5 separate regions of the Mus musculus genome follow, and all the other regions are linked to region 5. Evidence: chromatin contacts called from public Hi-C and HiCAR-type data. All regions are on one chromosome and are shown on one strand. Each heading gives the region's core, a stretch centred on a gene start, on an enhancer-like site or on the middle of the called end of the contact. The rest is flanking DNA. Distances are from core to core; before and after follow the strand shown.

Region 1 (5,464 bases), core at 2,254-4,753, 1.5 Mb before region 5:
CAGTGAGGGTATATCTCACGTGATATCTCCTTTAGGAACATAGAACTTCTCCACATTGTTAAACAGGACCTGAGAGAAGTTGCCATGTTCCAGCAAGGTAGGTATGGGGCACTGGTCCATGGTGGAGTTCGGGCACAGCAGCCAGCAGCAGCAAAACAGCAGCAGGGCATGCAAAGGCGGATGGGCAAGTTTAAGGACTGAAGAGAGGCTGTCTCTTCTTATCCTTAAACTGTATCAATACTTAAAATGTGTGAGTCCTGTCACTCTGAAGTGGAGCGCCCCGATGATGTTTGGGGTACTCTCTCCTCCTTCTTTCCGGTTGGCCACAGTTGGTAAAAAGGACTCTCACTGTTGCCTATTGCTGCTTCTCCTTTGAGCGATGTGGTCCTTGGGATGAGCCTAAGGGAACCCACCAGAGATGATCACTCAGACAGTTTATAGGCAAATCAAAGTCTTTATTCCAGCCAGCTGGACCTGTTCTTGGTATTAGGGTAAGGGTTTTAAAGACAAAGACCATACATCTTGATACCTCACTTGGCAGCTGCAAGTCTGAGGTTTGCACAAGCAGGCAGTTTAACAGAAGCTAAGATAAGTTAGGTAGGGCATATGGACCTTGGGATGGTGTACTGGCTAGTTTTGTGTGTCAACTTGACACAAACTGGAGTTGTCACAGAAAAAGGAGCCTCCCTTGAGGAAATGCCTTCATGAGATCCAGCTCTAAGGCATTTTCTCAATTAGTGATCAAGCCGGGTAGGGCCTATTGTGGGTGGTGCCATCCTTGGGCTGGTAGTCCTGGGTTCTATAAGAAAGCAAAGCGAGCAAGCCAGGGGAAGCAAGCCAATAAGTAACATCCCTCCATGGTCTCTGCATCAGCTCCTGCTTCCTGACCTGCTTGAGTTCCAAGTCCTTGACTTCCTTTGGTGATGAACAGCAATGTGGAAGTATAAGCTAAATAAATCCTTTTCTTCCCAACTTGCTTCTTAGTCATGATGTTTGTGCAGGAATAGAAACCCTGACTAAGACAGATGGGTATAGAATGGAGTTGGGTAATTTTCCACAGGATTCTTCATCAAGCAGATCAAATCCTAGTTAAACCAAAGTGGCCTCAGCAAGAGTACAAGATGGAGGAGCCTCTTCTTGTCCTGTCACAAGCCTTCCTAGCACTTCAGGTGTAACTTAAATGTAAGAGTTAACTGAACATGGTAAATAATATGTGGTCATCAGTGATGCTTTCTCTGAAAGACCTTGGCATAAAAGAGGGAAAAATAAGACTTACTTAGTAGACGTTTCCAATTGCCCAGTAAACTATTTTCTTTAATTACAGTGCCCACTCCTAAAAATACACCCAAACTAGATGTTCTAGCAACTATTTTAAAGTAAATAAATAAGTTGCTTTTCAGGATCTGATGGCACACAGTCATTCAGCTACTAAGGTAAGTAATAATAATTATAAAAAACATCTTGCTTTGGTTTGTAATCATTGGCCTACACTTTAGACACAACACTTACAGCTGCCTCCTCCTCCTCCTCCTCTTGAGACATTGTTTCTGTGTGTAGTCCTGGCCATCCTGGAACTAGCTCTGTAGACGAGGCTGGCCTCGAACTCAGAGTTCTGCCTACCTCTGCTTCCCCAGGGCTGGGATTAAAGGTGTATACCACAACTGCCTAGCATAAGAGATTTTTAAAAACAAAATACATTTAAAGAAGACAAATTGGAAAATTAATCACAATAGAATGCATGGTCATTTATACTTCTGGTGTCATTCCAAGGCCATTCATAGCTGTTACACTCGCTGATTTACTGGATGAAAAGTCTGGGGTTATCATAAATAAAAAGTATTGTGGCATGATTTTTCCTTAGGGAAATATGCAAAAATAACTTGAATCTCTTCTCATTCTAAAAGTCACTGGTCCCAAACTCTATTTTCACATTCAAAGATATAACCTGGGCTGGTGAGATGGTTCAACAGGTAAGAGCACTGACTGCTCTTCCAAAGGTCCTATGTTCAAATCCCAGAAACCACATGGTGGCTCACAACCACACGAAATGAGATCTGATATCCTTTTCTGGTGTGTATAATAATAAATAAATCTTTGTGCTGGCGCAAGCAGAGGTCCTAAATTCAATTTCCAACAACCACATGAAGGTTCACAACCATCTGTACAGCTACAGTGTATTCATATACATAAAATAAATCTTTAAAAATAAATAAACCTAGATTCTTTAAAAAATAAATTAAAGTCGGGCGTGGTGTCGCATGCCTTTAATCCCAGCACTCAGGAGGCAGAGGCAGGCGGATTTCTGAGTTTGAGGCCAGCCTGGTCTACAAAGTGAGTTCCAGGACAGTCAGGGCTACACAGAGAAGCCCTGTCAAAACAAACAAACAAAGAAACAAACAAAAAACACCAAAAAAATTAATTAAAAAAAAAAAACCAAAGATATAACCAATGCAGTATGCTAACTGTTCATAATAGTATTTTCTTCATGCCGTTTGGGTTCACTTAACAGAGAACGAAAGAGCAAAGCATACTGAGACGAAGTGAATGTTGGGGAAACACTGGGAATACCTAATCAAGGCCTGAATGAGCCTTATCATTGTTGTCTATCGGTTTTCAGCAGCAGCTTTGAATGTGTACTTTCCTGGGTAAGAGTGATTTACTGATATGCCATTCTTCATTGGCATCACAAATACTTAAAAGTTCTGGGAAGCCAAGTCTCTTTTTTAATTTAAGGGGTAAGTGCAAATGACACCATCCTTAGCCTCTTGTGAACTACTCTGACACAAGGATCTTACAAGCATTCCTGAAAGGCTCCAAGGGCATCAACGACATTTTTTTTTTCTTTTGGTTTTTTGAGACAGGGTTTCTCTGTATAGCCCTGGTTGTCCTGGAACTCACTTTGTAGACCAGGCAGGACTCGAACTCAGAAATCCGCCTGCCTCTGCCTCGGGAGTGGTGGGATTAAAGGCGTGAGCCACCACGCCGGGCAACGCCATTTCTTAAGATTACAGGAGCTAAACATGTCCGGATCCTTGCCTGACCCAGTGCATTTCCCAACAGAAGTTTAGTAGGCAACAAGGTGTAGCCGAGGCTGAGGCAGGATTGCGAGTTTGAAGCTAGTTTGAGCTGCACAGCAATACCTTGTCAAAAAACCAACCACCCAGCTTTTAGACTCTAAGAAAATTTAGGGTCTGATCAGTCGCCCCATAGCGACCAGATGTCCTCCGTACATACTCCACTGGCACTCCCAACCCCACCCTCGCGACTCCAAAGCAGCCCAGCACTGCGACTTCCTGGTGAAGGCGGTCCCCAAATAGGAAAGCCAGGGCCCCAGGCAGCCACTCCCAAGAAGCAGCGAAGCGGGCCAGGGGTTACGCTCGGCGCTCGATTGCTAGAGCCTGGCGACGATAGCACTTGCAACGGCTCTGCGCTCGAGAGGTCGAGCCTGGCCCGTTGCGGCTGCGGCGGCGGCGGCGGCTGTGGCGGCGGCGGGGGCGGGCGCGGGAGCGAGTCCGCGGCCGGGAGCGGGAATGTCGAGGAGTTCGAAGGCAGTGCTGGGCCTCTCGGTGCTGCTGACGGCGGCCACGGTGGCCGGCGTGCATCTGAAGCAGCGGCAGGACCGGCAGGTCGGTGTCACGTGACCGCGTCTTCCGGGGCGCCGAGCCCGCAGCTGTCCCTGCGCGCGTGGCGGGCCGGGCGGGCTGCAAGGGCGCGTTCAGGACGCCGACTTCTCTCCCCCAGCCACGAGGCGGGAGACTGGGGCGGAAGCCTCGGGGCAGGGGTGTAGTCCAGAGTTAGAGAGTTGCTAGGGTGAGCTCGAGGCCCTGGGGGCAGCACAGCCCACAAAGCCTTACCCAGGAATTGTTAAATCCGGAGATAAAGCAGCTCACACCCAGCACACCCCCCAGTGCCTTTGGCTAAAGAAACTTGAGATTTTTGCAACTTGCATTAACAAAACATTTTGCTACTGGACTTAGGTTCTGGAAAGGATAAAAGGTAGCGAGCGCCCTTCACGTTTTCTTTTAATGGCTTTCTTTCGGAGAATAACTGGCTTATTAATCAGCGACTAACCGACTCTTCCTCATTCCAGTTTGCAACGCTGGCTAGTGCGCTGAGCACACTGAGAACACATAGTTAATTATAACCTCTCGAGATTGTTCTTTTTATAATGGTGCCACACTGTGCTGGCCAGTACTTGGTATTTGCCCTTTCAAGCAATACCTTTACAGTTATTTGGTTTGAATCGGATTTGCCATGGGCAGAAGTTACTGAAAGCCTCAAGAGTCACCAGACCATCGACCTTTGTATTCACAAACTAGGAATTGCAATGAAACTAGGCTTGCAAATTCAGAACCATTTTGAGGAGCAGGGTCGATGTGCAGTGATGGAGAAGCACACAAGGAATTAAAGATTTGGGATTAAAATATGGTTCCCCAGGGATATCTTCTGGAGTAGAAGCAAGAAACTTCCTTCTTGGGAGGAAAAGGAAAAGATGGTGGTTCTAATTAAACTTGGAAGACAGGGTGTCTGTGTCCTCCTGATGTGTTTTGGAGACAGCGTTTGCTATCAGTTTTGTTTCAAACTCTGTTCCCCTGAGAAGTTTTTACAGTATGAGCAGACCAATTAAATCAGATCTCTGGAGCATGGAGACTCAGCTGTGTTCCAAAAGGCACGCCAAAGGCTTTAATGAAACGGTTGAGAATCACAGTTAGAGAATGGAAGTGTGCAAAGATCTAGTTATTTCTTGGAAGTTAGTGACCAAGACATACTGACCAAAATAAGCTGTCCAGTAGCTATTCATTAGCGACTTACTGTAACATCGAGGAAGGTAGATGTCTTGAAAACTTCAAGGTGGCAGTAAAGGAAATAATGGCTTGTTTTCTGTCTACCCACACCAGACACAGTGTTTTTCACTTTACAGACATTGTCTTTAACTCTCAAAGGAACTTAGTAGACATCAATTACAGATGGTTCCTAACTTAAAGATGGTTAACTTGGTTTTATGTATGTGTTTGGGTGTTTTTTTTTTAAAGATTTATTTATTTATTATATGTAAGTACACTGTAGCTGTCTTCAGACACTCCAGAAGAGGGTGTCAGATCTTGTTACAGATGGTTGTGAGCCACCATGTGGTTGCTGGGATTTGAACTCAGGACCTTCGGAAGAGCAGTTAGTGCTTTTAACCACTGAGCCATCTCTCCAGCCCCGGTTAACTTGGTTTTTAGGAAAGCAGTATCGTTTGTATTTAGTGAAACTTTCTTTGAATATTGAATTTTGGTATTTTCCCAGGCTCAGGATCAATGGTAGGATTCTTTCAAAATGCCAGGCAGCAAAACAAACCTCAGACCCCAGGGAGCCCCGGAATGCTGATGTTCAGTGGTATCATGTCAGAACACCTTTATTATTTTCAGTTTATCATGAGGTTTTCCAGGTATGGTCCTATGGTAAGTTGAGGAGTGTTAAT
Region 2 (5,267 bases), core at 2,498-4,997, 1.3 Mb before region 5:
CTATTAGATAGTACTTTAGTTGTCCCAGTAAGGTTAGATTGAGTACAGTCTCATGGGGCATTCAAAGCAGCCCTCCACCAGACACCCGTGAGTACTGGATAACATAATAACTTCTTATTATGGAATTAGACTATTAGAACTTAGAAGTTAGATAGACTTGGCCTGTTCTTTGGGACTTTTGCCTGAACGAGTATGTCCGTGCTTGCCATGATTAACTGGTGTCCAAAGAGATCAGAAGAGGTTGTCAAATCCTCTGGAACTGGAATCACAGCTAGTGAGCTGCCATGTGGGTGCTGGGAATTGAACCTCGGAACCACTGAGCCAGCCGTCTCTCTACCCTTATGTAATGTTTTTGTTTGTTTGTTTGTTTTTGTTTTGTTTTTTGGTGTCTTTGAGATAGAGTCTTTTTCTATGTAGCCCTGGCTGTCCTGGAACTCTATGTGTATTTAGATCAGGCTGGCTTCAAAAAGCTCTGCTTCTCTTCTAAGTGCTGGAATTAAAGGCACGTGCCACCATACCCACACTCTTGAGTAGTGGGTTTCCCCCCCCCCTGGTTTTTCGAGACAGGGTTTCTCTGTGTAGCCCTGGCTGTCCTGGAACTCACTCTGTAGACCAGGCTGGCCTCGAACTCAGAAATTCGCCTGCCTCTGCCTCCCAAGTGCTGGGATTAAAGGCGTGGGCCACCACGCCCAGCTGAGTAGTGGTTTTCACTCATAGATATTTGAGACACTGCAAGGCATAGGGGTGGATGGTAGGATAAGAATCCCAACGGTTGAGATATTTTTTTCCCAGGCCAAGAGCCAGTTGATACTAATTGAATATATTTATATTAGAACAGTGTGGTAGGCATCGAGCTGAATGAGCAAGAATCAGCCTAAGACAGGAAGGGAAGCATGGGAGAGGTGGGTGAGCTGAGGGGGCCTCTAGTAGAATGCTCTCTGAGTGTAAACAGAGCACTGGTTAAGTCCTCAGCACTCAGGAAACCAGCAGCAGGTACCTTACAAAACATCTCCCATCTTTAGAGATTTTACAGACACGGAAGGGCGAGAGCTAAGGGAGTGGGGCGTCTGGCAGGACAGAGCAGGACAGAAGTCTAGGATAAACTGCTAGACTTCTACTCTCATGGGGCAATAGAATACTGTAAGAGCATAAGGGGCTGGAAAGATGGCTCAATGGTTAAGAGCACTGTCTGCTCTTCTAGAGGACCTGGGTTCAATTCCCAGCACCCACATGGGGGCTCACAACAATCTCTAACTTCAGTCTGGGGGTGTCTGATTTCCTTTTCTGGTAGAAACTACTTAGAGCAAACTAATTTTTTTTTCTTTTTTAATTAGGAAGAACCAAATTAATAATATTGTAGATCAGTTATTTAGAGAAAGGTCTTTAATCAAATATGAATCATTTGTAATGAAACCACAATTATAAACAGTGCTTTGCTGGATCAGTGGGCTCATACCAACTCAAAGGGAGTTATTGTTATCCTACTAATAACTTTCTCCCTTTTCTTTTTTTCCTGGCCAGGATGTACCAAAGTTCATGCATAATACAGTCTTCTCCCATTTTATTTATTTTGTGTGCACGTCTGTGAACATGCATTTGCATGTGATATAGGGTGCATGTGGAGCTCAGAGGACATTTAGTGATGTCAGGGAGAGGTCTGGGGATCAAACTCAGGTCATTAAAGGCAGCAAGTGCCTTTTCTTTTTCTTTTTTAAAAAAAGATTTATTTATTTATTATATGTGAGCACACTTCAGCAGTCTTCAGACACACCAGAAGAGGGCGTTGGATCCCATTACAAATGGTTGTGAGCTACCATGTGGTTGCTGGGAATTGAACTCAGGACCTCTGGAAGAGCAGCCAGTGCTCTTAACTACTGAGCCATCACTCCAGCCCCCAGGGAGTGCCTTTACCCATTGAGCCAGACTTTTTTCCCTGGATGTGAAAAACTGACTACTTGATAGAATGTTCCTGATTTAGGTTTTTTAAACAATTAGATGCAGAGTCTCCTGCAGTGCAGTTTGCATTTCGATTGTACAGTTCCACCCTTGAACTGATGCTCCTGCCTCTCTACCTCCTGAGCGCTGGGATTCCAGGTAAGTGTTGCCATCCCTGGCTTATATGATGCTAAGGGCTGAACCTAGGGCTTCCTACATGGTAGCTAAGTACTATGTTCCACTGAGCTACACTTCTAGCCCCAGGTTAAGTTTTGTTGTTGCAGAATTACCACTGTATCCTTCAATATCAGGAAGCATGTGACTGACACCCATTGATCTTGCTGCTGCTGCTGCTGGTGGTATCCTTGACAATTTAACTCATGCAATTTTGCATTCACTATTTAATATTTAAGCATAATATAAAAGGCTCCCAGTCCTTAGCACAACTGACTCCATAAAACTCAGTATGTAGATAGTACCACTTGCCAGAGTGAAAAGGAAGACCGAATCTATCAAATGCACTAAGCTTGCCTTTTGACTTCTGTAATTGCTTTAGCCTAACTGTGCTTATTAACTGAAGTATGTCAACCGAGGAATTTTTTTTTTTTTTTTGCTTAAATGCTCACTCTAAAAGAATCTGAGCTTTAATGAGATCCTGAACACCCAGTGTAGTTGCCAGTTGGCTAATAAAGACTTTCTACTGGCTTAACCCCGGTCTGAGTAGTCTTATCTGATGGATACCCCACAATAATACACATTTCTAGGCCTTTTTTGTTTTTGTTTTTGTTTTTTTGGGGGGGTGAGGGGGAAAGCAACATCTCACTCTGTATTTCATGCTGGCCTTGAACTTCAGCGTGATCCTCATACTGCAGCCTCCAGAATGCTTGGATCACAGATGTTCAACCACCATTCCTTAGAGTATTTCGGGCCAAATAACAGTTCTATCAAATTGCTTTCTAACAAATGCTTTTCTGAATCTGCTAATCCTGGAAGAGGCGTTCAAAGCAAAGACACTCTGAAATGGGTGAACTTTTTCTGATACTCCTATTTCGTTTTTAAGGGAAAGTCTCATTACATTGCCCACATTGGTGGTCTTGAACTCATGGACTTAAAACACTTTCCCGCTTCATCTCAAGTAGCTGGGACTATCTCCCCCCCCCCCCATTCTTCTTTTTCTTTGTTTAATTATAAACACATGGACTACCACTGGACTATGAAGATGTTATTTTTTAGTGATGAAAACTTAGTACAGTAATAGCTATACAGTTCTTTGCAGCCATCTAAGCATCTTTACAGCCCATCCAAATTTCCTAACAACCCTATGATAGGGCTAAGTATTAGATTTGTATTAGGAAGGAATTAGAATTCTAGACTGATAGACCTATTAACTATTGTGTCTAAGGTAAATCAATAGTTATGTAGTTAAATGGCTATGTTAGCAGCAGGTCCTTTTGTTTTTAGCAACAGGATTGCTGCTGAGGCTACAGAACAAGTGAAGATTTTGGAAAATCTGTGACCGGAGGATTGGAAAAGAGGGAGAAAAGCAGGAAAAAAACTTAAGGGTAAAACTGAAAGAGAAAGAAACTGGAGCAGAAATTAATGAGTGTCTGGACATAGTGGAGACTAGGCTGGCAGTTTGGGACTATAGTGCTTAAGAAGGAGTTCAGGGGTGGATAGGGCGGCGCCTACCACAAATGGACTAGGTTATGCATAGGTGACAGGTGAGGGTGATTGACATGGGCGGGGCCAATTGGATAGGTGTGGCCGACGTGGGCGGGACGCAGCTCTGTGGAATGGGTCCTCACGGAGCTCTTCCGGTGTTGCCGGTAGAGGGCGCCGGTCGAGGAGCCACCGGCGGAGTCGCAAGGTCTGACCACACAGCAAATTCCAGTCGCTACAGCCGCCGCCATGAAGGCCGTGGTGCAGCGCGTCACTCGGGCTAGCGTCACAGGTCAGTCGGGCGGGCCGGGGAGAGAGCAGCCTCTGACCCCCGCGACCCGCTGTTCCGTGTGAGGGTTCCCCGCAGCCCCGAGTTACCGGGCAGCCTCTGGGCAGCGCCGTGGCCGAGAAGATCCGGCACGTGCCTGGCCGCTCATGGGTTCAGGCTCCGTGCTTTCGTTGCTACATAAACCCTCATCTCCGTCGTCATCACCATTATAATCATCATCATTATCTTTGTGAGTGTGTGTGTGTGTTCCTCACAGACAAGGTGCCAGAACCTGTGAGCATCCCCAGGGCCCGTTGTTGAATGCACTGTTGCACAAACAACACATAGGGGAGATTTCCGGAGCGGAATCGCTCGTTTATCCACCGCTCTGTCTGAGATGTAGCATTTTAACAACCCCCTTTTGCATATCTTTTCTTTTTAAAATAGAACTTGGCTCATGATAAAATGGACAGACGGAGGAATTGCTAATTGTTTGAGCTCTGGCAGCTTTGAGCAAATATCTGCTGGCATCCTCACTGGGTGCAGAACATCCCTTGCTTGCACCTGGATGTCGGTCTCTGAACCTTCAGCCATGGGTCAGAACCACAGAATTCAAGATGACGTGCTTCTCTTTCCCATTAATTAATATAGACCCAGATGCTCAGCCATTAGCCATCAGTTGAATGTGGGAGGCTAGTTGAAATATTCAGGATCCAGCTACTGTAGTTATTTGAAAAGTGTTAAAAAAATAGAAACGACTGGTGCCATTCTTTTAGTCTTTTAAGTTAAAGAAATAAATACATTTATTTATTTGGTGTGTGTGTTTCTGTGTGTAACAGGCCAGAGAACAATTTAGATGTGCCACCACCATGTGGGTCCTTGGGATTCAACTCATGGAATTAGGCTTGGCAGCAAGTCTACCCATCACTCATTTAGCTAGCTTGCTTTCTCTCTTTCTTTCTTTCTTTCTTTCTTTCTTTCTTTCCTTTTCGAGACAGGGTTTCTCTGTTTAGCCTTGTCTGGCCAGGAACTCACTCCGTAGACTAGGCTGGCCTTGAACTCACAGATCCACCTGCCTCTGCCTCCCAAGTGCTGGGATTAAAGGTGTCTACCACCATTGCCCAGCTGTGTTTATAGAGGCAGAAGTACATTTTCAGGTCAGATGCCAAGGCCTGTAGTCACAGCCACTTTGGAGGCTGGGGAAGGAGCTGTGTTGAGCCCAGGAATTGGACAACAGAAAGCAGATTGGACAACAAAAGAGTCTCTAAGATTCCCCCTCCTCACCAAAGCTTCAGATCAAGCAATACAGATATCTTTTTCTTTAAACCATTTTATACTAAATACATGGTTTTGAGTTTAAAGCTAGACCCAAGACTCCTCCCCAACCAAGTAGCCAAACCACATA
Region 3 (5,495 bases), core at 81-2,580, 1.2 Mb after region 5:
GCGGGCGTCGGGGCTTGCGGCTGCTGGCCTCCCTGGCCAGGCGTCGGGGTGCCCGCGCCGTTCTGGCACGGCTTGCCGTCCTTCACCAGCACCGGTACCGCCACGCGGCGCGGCGACGGCGGCGGCGGAGGCGGCGGGGGGCCCAGGCCGCCCTCCTGTTGCAGCTGCTGCGCCGCCTTGTCCTTGGCCTGCCTCTTCATCTTGTAGCGATGGTTCTGGAACCAGATCTTGACCTGCGTGGGCGTCAGGTGGATCATGCTGGCCAGGTGCTCGCGCTCGGGCGCCGACAGGTACTTCTGCTGCTTGAAGCGCCGCTCCAGCTCGTAGACCTGCGCTTGCGAGAAGAGCACTCGGCGCTTCCTTCGCGGCGCGGCCGCGTGCAGCGGTGCCAGCGACTTGGCGGCGTCCGCGATGCCGGTCAGCGAACCCATGCCGGCCACGTTCACGCCCGCCGACGGCCCCATGAACCTGGAGACTGGGGAGGGGGCCCAAGAAGGACGGCCGGTGAGCCCCGGGCCTGCGAGAACCGTTCCCGCCGACGCCCCGCTCGTTTTAAGTGACGGCACGGGGCCCCCGACTGGGTCGCGGCGTCCCACGAGCGCCGCGGCCCGAGCCCCACTCCCTCCGCGCACCCGGGGGCCCGGTGACCCCCGTGCGCCCCAGGAGGTTCCCGAGAAACCCCGCGAGTCCCGGGCCGCCCCGCGCGTCCCCAGCCTGGCCCCAGAACCCCTCGCGAGCCCGAGGCCGCGTGCCAGGACCCCCCGCGCGTCGACCCTCGGGCGCCGCTGACCAGGACGCCAGCACCCTCGCGCCCCGGCTGTGGCGGGAAAAGCCCGCGCCGCCAGCCCGCCCTCAGTCCCGCGCGTCTGGCCCCGCTCACTTGACGAGTAGCGCGGGTCCGTGTTGGCGCCGTACCAGCCGGTGGCCGCGGCCGCCGCGCCGCCCCGCATGCCGTCCGTGTAGGCGGGCAGCTCACCCATGTTGCCCAGGCCGCCGTTGCAGTAGCTGCCCATGGCGCTGTGCGGGAACTGCGAGACGCCGGGAGGCATGTGGTAGGTGGCGGCCGCCGCGGCCGCCGCCGCTGCCGCCGCTGCTGCCGCCGCCGCGTTGTGTCCGGCCATGGCGTGGGGCGGCTGCATGCCCGCCGCCACGGCCGCCGCCTGCGAGGAGGGGCCGCTCGGTGGCGCGCGGTAGGCAGCGGCCCCCAGGGGCGCCCCCAGGCCGGGCGGCGCACCGTCCATGACGCCGCCGAACTTCTTGTAGGTCTCCTCGATGGGGCTCAGGATGTCGGAAACGGAGAAGGGCGTCGTGTGCTTGGGGCTCAACGACATGGCTCGGCGGACGGCCAGGTAGGGGGGCCCGGGGCGGGCGCGGGCGGGACGCGGCGGCCGCTCGTCGCCGCCGCCGCCACTTCGGCCCGGCGGCAGCGCCAGTGGAGAGCTGTCCGCGGCGCGGCGAGCCCCCGAGCTGCGGGATCTCGGGTTTATTTTAGTCCAGTGCCAGGTTTACGACAGACTCGGGGGGCGGAGCAACATCCCCAACGAGCAAACAATGGTCATTGACATCTTTTTCTCTCACCCCCCTTCCAGATAACGGAGGCAAAAAAAGGTAAAGGGCCAGTTGGGTGTTTCTGGAAAAGATTGCCCCCCTTTCTAGCTCCATCCTTCGCGCTTCTATCCGGGTTACCTTTAGCCCTAGAGAAATAAAAACTCAGAGGCCACTGAAAGAGCCACGCTTGTTTCATGCAGACTGTGAGTTTTCCTAAAGTGACTTTGTGGCAAAGTTCAGTAGAACGTCGAGGGGTGGGTGTGTGTGTGGGGGGGGGAGGACAAACAGCTGTTAAGTTTGGGAGGGGGATGCTTTTCAGGGCTCTCTTCCTTTCTAGCTATCAGCCCCTCACTGGCTCCATCATCTAAAGTGTTAAAAATAAAGGGGGCTCTTGGGTCCCACCATAAGAGCACATAAAGAGGAGAGGTACAATGACCGTCCTCTGCCATTGTAGGGCTCTCTAATTTATGCATCGTTAGATCCTTTAAAGCGTCATTTTGTAGGCAACCTAACGGACACTTCCAAATTAGCTCAAAGTATACAAATCCAAAGAAGAGGTACAGCACGCAGAGAGAGAGATGCTGACTTGTAAGTATGGTGCTCCTACTCTCAGGGTAGAAACTGAACAAGATGAAGTGTATTTGCTAAAAAAGTTTCATATTTAATTTGCACCTTCATTACCGCTATATTTTCTTTGTCCTCATCCCCAGAATCTGACTTAGGGTTTATTCTTCTGTCACTATCCTGATATGAGAGAATGAGGGAAAGAGAAAAAGAGGGAAGGGAGGGGGAGGGAGGGAAAGATGGAGGGAGGGAGGGAGAGAGAGAGAGAGAGAGAAAGAGAGAGAGAGAGAATTCAAGTATGTCTACTTGTTTGTAATGGATCTTTTTGGTGGTGTTGGGAAAATAACCTGTTTAAAAAGTATCAACGTTGATGTGGATGCAGAAAGCAGGTTAAAACGACAGCTCTCTTGAAAAAATTCAAACCCATAAGCTGATTTTTTAAAAAAAAAAATTCGTTTCTTGGTATACAAATGTTCCTGCATAACAAAGAACTTATACTTTATGAACTTACAGTAAGTGCAAGACAAAAGACAAAGAAGTGTGCAGGTACCAGTAAAATTGGAAAACATGGGGATGAGCAGGGAAACAAAGACACATTTTAAAAGTTTTCCTCAAAACTGGAGTAGAAGAAAGAAAAGTGTTTCTTATGCAAGATTTTATTGTATCTAAAAACAAAGGCGTGACCACCAAAGTTTAACCTGGACTCACATGCCGTGGAGATCTGAACTGCTCCACATTCTCTTTTTCTTGGTTTCAGCCCTGTGGTGTGAATGCCCTTGATGGTTTTGTCTTATTATTTTAGTCAACATCTGTGTTCATTTCAGTGTCCTTTTGCAAAGAATCTGCCTGTTGTAGGGAGAAAAAAAGACCATATGGTCACTCATGGAAAGAAAATGACAACCAGAATAGTGGTTAATATTTTAAAACACATACTGTGGGACAAAATGCCAGGTCCTAGCAGTTGTTTATAGACATCAGTTACTGTCTTAACAAGATTAGTGTTGCTACATTCTGACACAATGCTACTTTTACAGGTCTTTCCTGGACTTGGGACACTTGAGCTAGGTCACTTATGCTGGAACTGCCTACTTATATTTCTTGAACTAATGATACACAAAGAAACCTTTAGGGGGGGAGGGCACTCAAATGCTGGGATCCTTTTACAATGTGGGTTTTAAACTTTTTTTTTTTACCTTAAATTGTATTCCTTACTACTTACTAGCTTAAAAACAACAAAATGTAATCTTAAACTTTAAACAAAGATAAGGTAAGTAAATATAGTTGCCATAATATCTGTGAATATGAAAGCCTCTTGCAAACCATTATTTTTTTCAAGCTTAGACACATTTCAAACATGAAGCAGTTATCATAAACTTCATGCTGATGAGCTAGCCAAGCCAGAAAACTTGGTTAGAGGTCTTTTTCAGATTAATTTTTTATTTTCAAGTTATATATTTATCTTGTGACATTTTATTTGTAAAACTCCAGTGTGGCAATTTTATAAGTGCTTATACTATATTTTGTTCAGTTTATCAATGCACGCAGATCTGGAGGTTTCCCACTATAAAATGAAAACATAAAACAAAACAGAATTTCTAATGAAATTCACTTTCTGACTGTTTAGGAACATCATAGGCCAAGTAGAATTCTTTTCCTGGACATGAAATGTTCTGGAAGAAAAAAAAAATTCTTAAAATCCCCCACATTTTCTTTTATCAGTTATTTGTGTCTTACCCTAGAAATTTCATACCTTTAAAATATAGTTGCTATTTGGATGTGTGCACGTGAGCTTGATAATAGACTCTGGAGGATGTAAACATTAGTATATCAAACTAATGACAAAATAGTTTGATACTCTGTTGAAGATTTCCATCAAACTCATTTCATCCAATTATTCTCTGCCCAAACTGTGAATGGAAATTTATAGTTAGTGATAGTTAAATTCTATTGACTATATGTCACGAAAATGTATTTCTCAGGAATGCTTTCTTGTTATTTCCTCCCCTTTTCTTAGCACTTAGCAGAAAGAAAGGAAAGAAAGAAACTCTTAAAGAGAATACAGTAGTGAAAAGAGATGGTTCTCCTTCTCTTAATCTAGTCTCCTTTCCCATTTCCTCTCCTCACAACACTTGACATTGTATTCTGCTAGGATTGGCTCCACGTCTTGAAGCACAATACTACTTTACATACAGGGGACAGCATTTGTTTGGTTTTTGGTGCCTTGACTCTTTTTCATAGTTTAGATTTTTGTAGTTTCACACAACACTGAAAACATACCATAAGACAGCCTATAGCAGAAAAAAAATTGCTAGACAAAAAGATTCAATAGGTTTATTCTTTGAAAAAAAACCCAAAAATTGACATTTATTGAAAATCTCTGATATGTTAGCTAACTTACAAAAATCCTAACAAGAATCTAAATTAAACTAAAATTCTAAAATCAGAAGCAAGAGTCTTCCCTGCAATTGGGATTTACAGTTGTCAGGCAGCTCAGCCAGAGCGCCTAGGGAGAGAGGAGAAACCTTGTGACAGACCCCTTTTGAAGTAGAGTTCCAGCAAGAACCAAGAGGGAGACTTTGTCTTTCTATGGTGGCACATAGATTGTCAATAGCTCCTGGATTTCTGCATCAGGGTGACTGTTCTTGAAAATATTACTCTTTGCTGAATAACCAAGAATATAAGTGCTGTTTAGAAATGAGACACTTGCTGCACTTAGAATTAGTTTGGAATACTTGTAACTTATTTGATTAGTGAAATTCTCATGTTGGAGAAGTAGCTGAAATATAACAATTGCGATATTTTTTTTAACTTGGAAAGGAATAACGAATCATGTCAATAGAACTTGTTTTGTGCAGCAAAATTTGAAGGTATAAACAAAATGCTAAGGAGACAAAATGAAGTTTGTTCTTAAGTTTTTGATAATTTTATCAATTTCTGGAATTTAGTTTCCAATTTTGTTTTTAGTTTTCCTAGACACTTTTAGTTTTAATTGATTATTTAAATTATTTTACATTTCTTTCTCGGTTACCCAGTGCCACTTCCATATTTTCTCTATAAAATGCAAAAGCTTTGTGATTTAACTACCTACAAAAAGACTCTTGAATGAATCTGAAAAATATTCAGATATTTTTAGATGAAAAATTGTCTTCTGCTTTCTTACCAATGGTAAGTCTAACCAGTGACTTTGTTTTAAGATAGTACAATTATTAGTAGTACATCTTTCCAACAGCATGAGAACAAATGGAAAATATCAGCAGGATTATCATTGGCTAAATAATAATAGTGACTTTTTGATATGATTACCCCAGAACAAAAACAAAACAAAACAAAACAAAACAAACCCTCCACAAACAAATAATATAAGGCAACCCACTCCAAACAAT
Region 4 (5,466 bases), core at 1,261-3,760, 1.9 Mb before region 5:
ATCAAGCCGGGTGTTTAGGTGTACACCTGTAATCCTAGTACTTGGGAGGTAGAGGCAAGAGAGCCAGGCGTTCAAGGTCAGCCTAGACGACCCAATGGCAGGCAGGACAACCTAAGACTCTGTCCTAAAACACTGCAGAAAGAAAGGAAAAAAGGAGGGCAGGATGGGAGGAGGGGAAAGAGAGAGAATGAAGAAAATGTTTCCCATCAACATAAAATATCCATACATTATAATACCGCTCTAACTACTTAGAACAGGTAAACAGAGCTCAAGTCCTAAATATGGAAGCGGAAAGTTCTGTTGTAGCTTATGCCACAGCTTCACACAAACCTCCAGCTCTCCTCTTCTGGCCCTCAGCCCCCAAGCGTGGGATTCTGTAGGCCTCAACTAGTCCAGAAGCCAGACAATCCAGGCTTGCCCCAGCATCTGTGCTGACCTCTTAGTAGCTCTTCTCCTGTACTAAACAGAAGGGAAGTGGCATCTCCAGGCCCTCAGAACAGGAAGCTGCTTCTAAAGAGAAACAAGTTGGCAGACCATAGTGGGCTGACCTTACAAAGTTCATTAACACATTTCTATGACAACCCCCAGCAAATCCCAGAAATTTCTCTAGGTTTAGGAAGTTAAGATAAACAATAACAGAAAAAAAAAATGTAAGGAAGTGGTGTGGATGGTGAGAGAATACTTAAGTGAAGGGCTGTGTCCAATGTGCAATTCTTCAGCCTACAATGTGAGTCTTTACACAAAATTCAACCCAGGACCCCAACCCCCACCATTAGGCTTTAAGCAAATGAACTGCTAGCTTAGCAAACAGAGATGTGGGAGGCTCTAGGGATCCATCCAAGTTTCATTTCCTTGGTGTTTCCCAGTCCTGACCTCTGACCTGAGGACTGATTGCCAAATTGCCCTCGGTTTTGCACAAGATCTCACACTTCCTGCTCAGTTCCCCTGACCTCAGTGGTGAGTGGGTGGTACTATCTTCAGGCAAGAGATAAAGAAACCCCAGGTTCAGAGGTTAGGAGACATGACCCTCCGGTGTTCATGGGGCTGGAATCCAGGTGTGCGACTTCTGCAGTGGTTGGCAGTGCAAGCCAGGCTCCACCTTGTTCCCTTGTCTCTCACGTCCCTAAACACACATCCCACAAGAACAGTCAATACCAGTTGGCTACTCCCTACACGTGCTGGGTCTCCACTGCTGTCTCTCAGATGGGGAAATGGGAAACCTCTGAGAGAAAGCATTTGGTTAGCAACTGTCGACGAAGCGTGACACCTACGGGAAAGAGTCTCTGAAGCATCCTGCACAGCCTGCAGTAAGCCCGGGTCAACCGGCCTCCCTTCCCCGGGCACTGCCGGGGAGCCTGGCGGGCCGGGACAGACGGCGGGCCCAGTGCCAGGGCGCTTGGCCCGCCGGGCCGGAGGTGCCGACTTCCGCCCAGGCCTAGCACCACGGGTCCACTAATCATGGGCGCGGGAAAGAGACGCCAGGCAGGACCCCGGGTGGCCCCAACCCTGGCCAGGTCCCGCACCCTCGTGCCGGTTCCGCGAGGACCCGCCGTGAAACGGTGCTGCGGCCCTGCCGCCAGGGGGAGCAGGGAGCCTCATCCCGTACTCCGGGAAGTTGCTACGGCCAGTCCCGGACGGCACCCGCGGCGAGCCCTGTGGCCCCCGCCCGCCCCGTCGGGGCTGCCGACGTGTCCTGTGGCCACAGCCCGCAGCCCGGGGCTCTGGGCCCCCGCGTCGCCAATCCAGTCTCAGCCCTCGTCCCAGGCCGGCCCACCGCCTTCCGCCCCCCCAACCCCCTCCGGCCCGGACTCCGGCCCGGCAACGTCATCCGGTGGCTTCCCGAAACTTAACCCCTTCCTCCGCCAGCTGTGCGCCGCCCCGCCCCGCCGCCAACTTTCTTAGCCCAACTTCGGAGCGCGCGGGCCGGCCCGACGGCCCGGCCGAGAGGGAGGGGTCGCCACGTCGTGCCGCGGGGCCGCCGCAGCTCCTGGCCTGCCGGCCGGGGGAATCCACCCCGAGGGGCGCGCTCGGCCGACGCCCCTGCACGGGCTCGGCCTGGCACACGCAGCTCCGTCCCACTCGAGGGGCCGCGGCTACCGCCAGGGCGGGCGTGCGGGCCGGCGCCGCCGGGGGAGGGGCCGCCGAGGAGACGTGTCACTCGCGGCGCGACCGGCCCGGCGCCCCGACGGCCCAGCCCGCGCGCCTCCACCGCCGCCGCCGCTGCAGGGCCCGGCCAAGTTTCTTACCTGCAGCGGGAGACGCGAGAGGGAGAGCGAGAGGGCAAGAGCAGCCGCCGCCGCCGCCGCGGAACCGCAAGAGGGGAGCCGGCCGAGCCTCCACCGAGAAGCCGCCCCTGAGCAGCTGCACACACTGCGACCCTGGCGCCGTCCGCCCCGTCCGCCGTCCGCTCCGGCCGCTCGCTGGCTGCGTGCGCGTGTGTGGAGTCGTGGCACTTTCTGCCTCGGAGCTGGCGAACGGCCCCCTCCGCCGGGATCGCCGCCTCCTGCCTTCCCCACCCGGACCAGCCATTCATCGAGCTGCCTCTTCCTATTGGTTCACTAGCCGCCACTCTGCCGGCCTCTGACCAATCAGACCGCGGACGGCCGCGCCGCGGTGGCGACCATTGGCCAAAAAGGAGGGTCTACGTCTCAGCCAATGAGAGAGAGGAGGAGCTGCGGGGAGCCGCGGGGGGCGGGGCCGAAGAGGGGCGGAGCCGCGCAGCGCAACTCTCAGCTCTGCGCGGGGGCGGGTCTCTAACTCCCCGCCCACCTAGGGAGGTCCTCTGCCGGTCCCGCCCACTCCAGGCCTCCGCTCTCCACGCCACCGCTTATTCGGATTTGGCTCCGCCTAGGCCGATAGACTGCGGTTCGAATCCCCTTGGCCGCAGGCTGCTCTTTTCCTCCACACTGCCGGGCTGAGGTGGCCGTGAATGTTACCCTCAGGAGGACTGCACAAACCGTGAACAACTGGGAAAATGCCTTATTTAAACCCAAATAACGTCACACAAAGCACCAGCCTCTGGGTCTAAAGAAGAGTTCTGCAAGGGTCAGAGCAGGGAGGATGGGGCCTTATCTATCCGTAAAGGCACTGCATTCTGCATTCCATATTTTACTGAATAAGTGGGAGAATTGAGGTGGAAGACCTGGAAAGAACAAAAGAAATAGAGGTGGAAATTTTGATAAGAAAAGCCACTCCCTAAACAGAATAATATACTGTCCTTGTACAAATCACACAGCAGAGTTACATCCATCCTGTGACACTTGATTTCAGATGTTGGGACCATGAGGTTTTGGCCCAAGAAAATATGATAGCAACCCAGGAAATTGATCTAGTGATACTCCAAATATTAGCCAGCTACCCCTTTATAAAAACAAAAAAACAACAACCAACACCTACTTAGAAGAGGGGTGCATATGCCACCATGCACCAACTCTCTGCTTGATTCTCTCCTTCCATGGCTGTTTCTAGGGATCAAAACTCAGTCAGATTGCATAGAAAGTACTTAAAAGTAGTTTCCCTGTGCCATCTCATCAACACAAAAGCCTCTCTTCAAAACCAAGTTCAATTGAAATAACTTAACTTTAAGTGCTTTTCTTTTCTTTTTTTTTTTTTTTTTTTTTGAGTCAAGGTCTCACTATGTGGCTGTCCCACAACTTGCTTTGTATAACAGGCTGGCCTAGAACTCAAAGTCACAGAGTTCCTCCTGCCTCTGTTTTCTGAGTACTGGCATTAAAGGCATGAAACACCATGCCAGCTTAAGTTTAGGTTATAACCATTTTAACTGCAGCTCTTAAAATTATTCCTTTGAGCCTGAGGCAAGATCAGCCTCTTTGAAATGAAGTTTGGTCTCTCTCCTCTGTCCCCCACCCCCCTTTCGAGTCCACACAGAATTTGATATCAGGCATATCTCTCTCTCTATTGCTCGAGCAGGGTCTGTCTATGATCCTGGAGCCCACTCCTTTAACTCAGCTGCCTGACCAGTGAGTGACGGTCTCCATCTTCACAGTGCTGGATTGTAGGTGGCACCTGGAGTGTTCACATTCATGTTGGGATTTGAACTCAGGGCCTTCATAGCAGGTACTTTACCCACTGAGCCACCTCCCCAGCCTCTAAGATTTAGTGTTCTAAAAGGCCAAAGGACTACACCTGCCCCAGCCTCTGTGGCTGCAGAGTTCCTGCCTCAGTTCCTCTGTGAGCACCCCTTTGGCCATTGCTACTTGACAGCTGTTGGTCTATAGTAAAACTGCAAGGAGAGAATACAGAGGGGTTAGGCTGAAACTAAACTATTTATTTCTGGTTTGAATCTCAGTGTCTTAGGGAATTAATGATTAATCAGCAGGAATCACTATAGATCACCTTTCCACACTCAGTCATTTTCCAGAGCTGAGATTCACTTGAAATAAAATTAAGGATCCCAGCTTCTGGTCAGCAGTTGCTAGCAGCCAGTCTGGCTGGATCATGGTGGGGCATTTACCTCCCTGGGCATAAATGGACTGTAAGACAGTTACTCTCTCTTGTGGGGATAAGTAAGAACATTTATTCATCCATTCAGTCGTGTTTGTTAGTGTCCAGGGAAGACTGCAGGCTGAGCATGCAGCCTAAAGTGATACCCAAATCCACCAAGGGCCCAAAGACTTCTCTGTGGCAGGGTTGTTCTTCATCTTGGTTCACTATTTGTCTTTAATTTTTCCCAGAAGCCGATCCTGGCAGGAGGAATTGGTTCAGATGCGGTAGTCCTTCACTCTCTGACAGAGATTAGTTCCAGGACCATCTATAGCAGGTTGCGGTGTCTGGGGATGGGCAAGTCTCATATAAAATGATTTGCATAGAGCCTCTGCACTTCCTCCCATATGCTTCAAATCCTCTCTAGATGATATACACTGCCTTTAATGCAATGTGATGCTATATAAATAGTTGTGACACTGTATTGTTTAGAGAACCATGACAGGGGAGAAAGCCCTGCACATGCCCAATACAGAGACAAGTGTCTTCCAAGTAGTTTTGAACCTCTGTTGGTTAAATCTGTGGCTGTAGAACTGTGGGTTAAAGGGCTGACTGCAGTTCATTGGGGGGGGGGGAGATGATCTGGGAAACGTTGATGGAGAACTGGGACGGGAAGAACCAACAGAGAGAGCATGGTATCAAGCAAGCAGCCACTGTGGGGTGGGAACAGCCAGGGCCTGTGTCACTGGGGGGTGCAGCAAAACCCTATAGAATACACCCCAGAGATTCTCCTCAACAGGGATGAAGATGTTGGTTACTCATTACCCATTCTTTGTACTTGTTGGCTAAAAGGCTCTTCAGCAGGGGGAGAGTCTAACTCACCTCCATCAGTAGAGAAAGAAAGTATTGTCAGGCAAAGGCAAGAAGCCCTTAGCAGGCTCATGAGTGGCAGAGGGTGCGGCGGGGGCCACTATTATACCGTCTACATGGGAACCTGCTCCTGGCACAGCGCCTGCGCGGAGG
Region 5 (5,883 bases), core at 463-2,962:
ACTGGCTTAAAACATTTTTATTCTTGAGAATTTCATACACACATACAATGAAATATGAGCATATATACACCCATCAAATTCATATTCCCCCACATGTCCCCCCCTCTCAATTTTGTCTTTGTTTTAACCACATGCATTTAAAATTTTCCTTGAGTAGACTACCATATCTCTCTTACTGGTTAGTTCAGACTCTTTCTGACTTTGTCCATTTTTTCCATTTGTATAAGCATCATAACCTCAACTTCCCTCAAAAATATATTTTACTGTTCATTTCATGGCATATTTTGCCAAAGTAAGTGAATAGAGGGTAGAAGCTGAACTCATGGTGTCAAACTCCACCTTTCTACCATAGTAGCAGTTATATATATACTTTCGGGCCTGTCATACCCATGTTTACAATTATTCATTGTATAATTTACTTCATCAGGCTTAGAGACAAAGCTTGGCGAGGAGCCACTGGGACTACCTGCTCTTTCAACCATTTGCTTTCTTCTCCACCACACCTGGCCCTCAGGTTTGGCCAAGGAATTCCCAAGACACCTGCGGAGCAACTGAGTCCCAAAGGAGTTGGGGATGTGAGTCTGCTGTAATGTAGGCATCTCGCTGAGTTGGATTGGTTTGAGCTCAGCAGCATGTTCTCCAGGACCACCCCAACTGCTGGTAAGGAGAAGAGGGGAAGGCAGCTTCACAGCCCGACAGTACATAGTCTCCTCAGTCACTGGGTCTATGCCGTGGAGACGCTGGGCTGGTGCTTAAAATGTAGCAGGCCAGATGAAAGAATGTAATTCCTAATGGTTAACTTTCAACTTAGACATGAGATAATGTTTCATTTGGTTATTTGGAAACATGTTTGGATTACTTTGATAGCTCTATCATCTTGTATGCATGTATTTGAGACGGTCACACTATGTGTCCTTGACTGGCCTGGAACTCACTATATAGACCAGGGTTTTCGAGGCTCACTAACAGCCTCTTGTCTCTGTCTCCTTACTACTGGGATTACAGGTGTAAGGCACTATTCCTGGCTTGATCTGCTCTTTAATCACACATTTATTAAAATCAGCATCGAAAACAAATAGTTCTGATCATTTTTCTCTCGGATTAAAATAAACTGCAAATATATGGACCAGATTTCAAAGTCTTATTGCCAAAATAAGATAAGATATTCACATTTTTTATACAGATAATCTTTCTTTCTTTCTTTCTTTCTTTCTTTCTTTCTTTCTTTCTCTTTCTCTCTCTCTCTCTCTCTCTCTCTTTCTTTCTTTCTTTCTTTCTTTCTGTTCTTCCTTCCTTCCTTTCTTTTTCTTCCTCTCTCTCTCTTTCTCTCCCTCCCTCTCTCCCTCCTTTCCTTCCTTCTTTCCTTCCTTTCTTCTAAATAATTTTAATGTGCTAGAAAATTTAAGGTCACATCCCTGGTTCATGACAGTGGTTGAGAGAAGAGGCCCTGAGCCATCCTTTTAGGGATCACTTCCTAACTCACCCTGTGAAGCATCTTTGTAGTTTTGAAGCTTGCTTTTACGATTTGGCTCTCTGACTCCAGCTTCTTTCTCCTTGTTACTACTCTGCCTACTTTTTGGAAAGGGTCTGCGGGGCGCGGATCATTAAGGCAATTGCTGATTTCAGCCGCCAGAGAGAGCTACGACGCTACTCTTGTTGCCCAGCAACCTCTGGTCCGGAAGTAGTTCTTTGTCCCACCCCATGGCGGCCGCGGGCGCGAGTACTTCCGGTAGTGCGGGCGCGGGGTCGCGCCGAGCGGGTTGGAGGCTGGCGGCGGCGCAATGACCACGCTCCGGGCCTTCACCTGCGACGACCTGTTCCGCTTCAACAACATGTGAGTGAGGCACGGCCGGCCTCTGTCTTCGCGGCGCGGGACGGGGTCAGCCTCGCGGGGCCGTGGGCCGGGTGGACGCTGCGCGGGCGCGCTGACCGGTGACCTTGGCCGAGGCGCGGCGCTCCCGGTGCGCCCGGGATGATGCGGAGCCGGGCTGGACACCCCGCGCCCGCTCCCTGAGGCGGCCTCACTGCGGAGGGAGGGCGGGGAAGGAGCGCGGTCCTGGTTAAATTGTATCCCAGTGAAGTAACCTTGCGATGCTCCGGGCCCTCTCAGCAAGTTGTGGTTTGTGCTTGGTAGTTACAGTAGCGGAGCGCCCAAAGTAGACTGCCTTGGGTTTTTTTCTTTTTCTCTTAAAAAAAAAAAAAAAAAAAAAAAAAAGACAGGGTTCATTTCGTATCCCTGGGCTCCAGGAACTCTCTGTAGACGAGGCTGGCCTAAACCTCACAGATATGTCTTCCTGTCTTACTAGTGCTGGGATTAAAGGCATGCCCCACCACACCCAGCTAGACTACATTTTTTTTTTTTTGGTTGGGGATCCAATGTACTGAAGACTCCCCGGTGCTGTGTGGTTTCTTTTCAGTCCAAAATTTAAAAACCCGTGATTTGCCGTTCTCCCCTTCTCGCTTTTTAAAAAGAAAAAAAAATTTAGTTTGGAATCCAAATTATGACCATTTAAAAAGCTCAGCATTTCACCGCGAACTCCTGTAGACACATGACCTCGGTTATTTGCTTGATATAACGTAGTAAGAAGTATGGACCGGAAGGTTTAGGTAACAGAAGGGAAGAAACTCTGGGATGATGGACATTTCAAAGAGGGGATGAACCTTGATGAAGGAAATTTGGCAAGGAGGAAACTCTGGAGAAGGCTGCAGGAAAATGGAGTGTGAAGCAGGGTAGGCCTTTGCTTCAGGTGAAGCCAGGTTTAATTATCGTGTTTAATTGGTTCAGATCCGATCTTGTGAGATTTCGGTTAGGTCCCGCTTGTGTTGAATCCTCTGTGCATTTTAGTACTTGTGGCAGGCGCTCATGTAATAATAGGCCCTTAAATCTTCACAAATTCTGTCATGTGCTGATGTCCTCAGTTTCTGGGTGAGGGAAGGGATTGCACACACAGAACCCTGACGTGGAGTAGGTGGAGACTGGCCCTGGTGGTTGTTAAAAAATTGGTCCCATGGAGCTGGAGATGGTTCAGTTGTTAAAAGTACTGGGTGCTCTTCCAGAGGACAGGGGTTCACTCCACATGGAGGCTCACACTTGATTGTAATACTAGTTCCAAGAAGCTGCTGGCCTTTCCTGGCTTGAGTAAGCACCAGGTATGCATGTAACACACAGACATATAAAACCCATACCCATTCAATAAATGAAAAAGGTTGATCCTGGCACTCAGGCTGAGGTTGGAGGATCACAAGTCTGAGATCCTTTGGTATCCACAGGAGATTGATTCTATGATACACCAAGATTCAGTGATGTGCAACCCCCTTATTGCAATGGAGTGGTATGCAAATAGCCCAAGCACTTCCATGTACTGTAAATCAATAGAATACTTATATAGTACAACGTACATATTTTATAAGTGCTTCCAATACGGTTGTATTAGGGAATAATTGGGGGGGGTGTCCTTTAAAGGTACAGGCACATAGTGTCTAAAAATTCTTCAGTCTGAATTCTGATCTACTGAGTACAAGGTGTTGATTAGAGGCAATAGAGTAGGCAGGCAAGCCACTGAGGCAATAGACTGGAGTGGTAAAGGGAGATGCTGTGTAGATGATACAGAGCCTGAACTTAAGAAACCGAGATAAAGCATCTGCATATGAAGCTCTAGGAAGAGAGTAATAGGGAAATGGAGAAGGTAGAAGGAAAATACACATGGACGCCTATTAAACATCAGGTCTCAGCGCATCTGGCTTGGTGACGCCTCCTCTTGTTAATGCCAGTGAAGGAACCCACTTTCTCACGTTAGGAAACAGTGAGTCACCAGGTTAGGTGCTAGAGTAAATGAAACTGAAAGGCCAAACCCAGGTGGGAGGAAACCCAGGGTGGGATCCAGAAGCTAGCAAACAAGAGGACTCCAGGCAGGGGAGGGCACTATCATGAGGTGGCGATGGCTAAGCATGGGCTGCATTTGTACACCCCCTTCAGGAGAGGCAGAAGTGGAAGGTACAAATACAGGAGAGAAAGAATTGTAAGAGAAGTGTCCTCTGGTGAGAAGAGGGAGGGGTCTGCTTGCCTTATAATGGCAGAAGAGCAAGCAGTGTCTGGGTGCAGGGCTTTTGGGTGGGCAAAGTCAGATAGAGGCCTTTGGCTGGTTTCTTCTTACACTTATTTATTTTTACATTTTCATGTAAGGAAATAGAGGAAGGGCAGAGTGAGTTAGACAGTTAGGTGAGCCAAACATGTCTCTATAGGGCTGGGCAGGGTCACAGCACCCAGAGGCCCTCAGGATTGGTTCCTGACCACTCTAAGGCCAAAACTGTTCTCACAGCACTAAGACCAGTAAGACCAGTTGTTTTGTTGTTTTGCCTACCTATGTTTTGCAGGTGTGGAGTCTGAATAGTATCTTGAACACTAGAGAAGTCAATGGAAAAACTACAATGCCTCTGTCACTAGGTTTTTGTTTTTTTAAAGATTTATTTATTTATTATATGTAAATACACTGTAGCTGTCTTCAGACCCACCAGAAGAGGGCGTCAGATCTCATTACGGATGGTTGTGAGCCACCATGTGGTTGCTGGGATTTTAATTCAGGATCTTCAGAAGACCAGTCGGTGCTCTTAACTGCTGAGCCATCTCTCCAGCCCGTTTTTTTTTTTTTTTTAAACATTACTATTTCTTGGTAAAATTATTCATTTTAACATGTAATTTTTTTTTCTTTTTTTGTTTTTTCAAGACAGTTTCTCTGTATAGCCCTGGCTGTCCTGGAACTTACTCTATAGACCAGGCTGGCTTCAAACTCAGAAATCTGCTTGCCTCTGCCCCCCAAGTGCTGGGATTAAAGGCATGTGCCATCATTGCCCAGCATGTAATTATTTTTAAATGAGTATCTTACAATTGATAATATTTATATAGCATGTAACTCATAAGGCTTCTATTGTTATGATAAAACACTGGTCCAAATACCCGGGTCAGAGTCTGCTGAGGGAAGCCAAGGCAAGAACATGGAGGCAGGAAGTGAAGCAGAACGCATGGAGGAGTGCTGCTAATGGATTCTTCTAAGTTGCTCAGTCTCCTTTCTTATACACCCAAGGGCTACCTGCCCAGGGCTGGCACCACTCACAGTGGCCCACACCAACTGTCCATTGATCAAGAAAATGCCTCCTATTGCCTATAGGTCAGTCTTATGGAGGCACTTCCTCAATCAAGATTGCCTCTTCCCAGATGGCTAGGTTTATGTTGCCCAAAACCAACCAACACACAGTAAGTAAATATAATAGGTTTGTTTGTCTTAAGTGTAAAGTGGGTTTTTGATTGGATTAAACAGAAAACTCACAGTTACCAATAATGCACTGGTGTCACATTAAGGAAAGAAAGAAAAGCACTTTCCCTTGCTGTCATTTTTAGCAAAAGAAAGTCCAGAACTCAATTTTCTACTTCATGCCCCCTCTGCCCTCTCTGTCCTCTGACTGGTGCATGAATCTTCATTTCTGCCTGCTCAAAGGCTGTCTTGTAAATTTGTCCCTGCGTTTGTGTTCAGTTTCTGGCTCTGTGTTCATTGAGCAGTGCAGAAAGCATCACGTGGGGAAAAGAAGGGATACTTTACAGAAATCTGTAACAGTTTTACAAGGGAGTCAGTCTCTAGCTCCAACTGATCAAGACAACAAATAGCATCACACACATCACTGTATACCAACCAATATCCAGACACTGTATTCAGTGTTTATGAAGGATATTCATCTTGGAAGATTGCTTTCAACTTCTGTATTTGCTGCTTTCTGTAAGTGATACGTATGCATTGTACTGGGTTAGGAGGATGGAAGAATATACAACTTCAGGTTACAGCTTTGTATTAGGTCCTAAAAGTTGATTACATGGAAGTCCTGATTGTTACA

Evidence for each region. Hi-C and Micro-C count contacts between places; a contact is called where the count stands out from the background. HiCAR-type assays count read pairs that join an accessible place to other places.
Region 1: a Hi-C map of B cells shows a contact between it and region 5, with 7 read pairs. The contact joins the promoter of Kat14 here to the promoter of Naa20 in region 5. A contact is called at or near these places in 1 of 39 promoter capture datasets (embryonic stem cells), 2 of 484 Hi-C or Micro-C datasets (B cells and the G1E-ER4 cell line), 3 of 115 datasets of contacts at active chromatin or transcription factors (astrocytes, embryonic stem cells and pancreatic cancer cells) and 2 of 9 other capture datasets (liver and pancreatic islet).
Region 2: a contact with region 5 is called in a Hi-C map of B cells, with 10 read pairs. The contact joins the promoter of Dtd1 here to the promoter of Naa20 in region 5. A contact is called at or near these places in 6 of 39 promoter capture datasets (the HPC-7 cell line, cranial neural crest, embryonic stem cells and 3 more), 4 of 484 Hi-C or Micro-C datasets (B cells, the G1E-ER4 cell line and embryonic stem cells), 7 of 115 datasets of contacts at active chromatin or transcription factors (astrocytes, embryonic stem cells and stem cell-derived neural progenitor cells) and 2 of 9 other capture datasets (embryonic stem cells and liver).
Region 3: a HiCAR-type map of astrocytes shows a contact between it and region 5, with 3 times the contacts expected there. The contact joins the promoter of Nkx2-4 here to the promoter of Naa20 in region 5. A contact is called at or near these places in 1 of 39 promoter capture datasets (the C10 cell line), 1 of 115 datasets of contacts at active chromatin or transcription factors (astrocytes) and 1 of 9 other capture datasets (adipose tissue).
Region 4: a contact with region 5 is called in a Hi-C map of CD8 T cells, with 5 times the contacts expected there. The contact joins the promoter of Rrbp1 here to the promoter of Naa20 in region 5. A contact is called at or near these places in 2 of 39 promoter capture datasets (embryonic stem cells and pre-B cells), 1 of 484 Hi-C or Micro-C datasets (CD8 T cells), 1 of 115 datasets of contacts at active chromatin or transcription factors (microglia) and 1 of 9 other capture datasets (adipose tissue).

Annotation. Positions count from the first base shown.
Region 1 is chr2:144,365,532-144,370,995 of GRCm38.p6, forward strand. Kat14 (lysine acetyltransferase 14) reads left to right here and starts at 3,504. Exons shown (of 11, transcript NM_181417.3): 1 at 3,504-3,626. Pet117 (PET117 homolog) reads left to right here and starts at 3,452. Exons shown (of 2, transcript NM_001164813.1): 1 at 3,452-3,626. The coding sequence starts at 3,531. It also overlaps the pseudogene Gm11701.
Region 2 is chr2:144,596,206-144,601,472 of GRCm38.p6, forward strand. It overlaps Dtd1 (D-tyrosyl-tRNA deacylase 1), which reads left to right and starts at 3,748. Exons shown (of 6, transcript NM_025314.3): 1 at 3,748-3,886. The coding sequence starts at 3,844.
Region 3 is chr2:147,084,015-147,089,509 of GRCm38.p6, forward strand. Nkx2-4 (NK2 homeobox 4) reads right to left here and starts at 1,331. Exons shown (of 2, transcript NM_023504.1): 1 at 881-1,331; 2 at 1-475. The coding sequence starts at 1,331. It overlaps Gm34889 (a long non-coding RNA gene), which reads left to right and starts at 1,525. Exons shown (of 4, transcript XR_001783500.2): 1 at 1,525-1,608.
Region 4 is chr2:144,008,753-144,014,218 of GRCm38.p6, forward strand. Rrbp1 (ribosome binding protein 1) reads right to left here and starts at 2,511. Exons shown (of 24, transcript NM_024281.2): 1 at 2,247-2,511.
Region 5 is chr2:145,901,529-145,907,411 of GRCm38.p6, forward strand. Naa20 (N(alpha)-acetyltransferase 20, NatB catalytic subunit) reads left to right here and starts at 1,713. Exons shown (of 6, transcript NM_001141965.1): 1 at 1,713-1,834. The coding sequence starts at 1,782.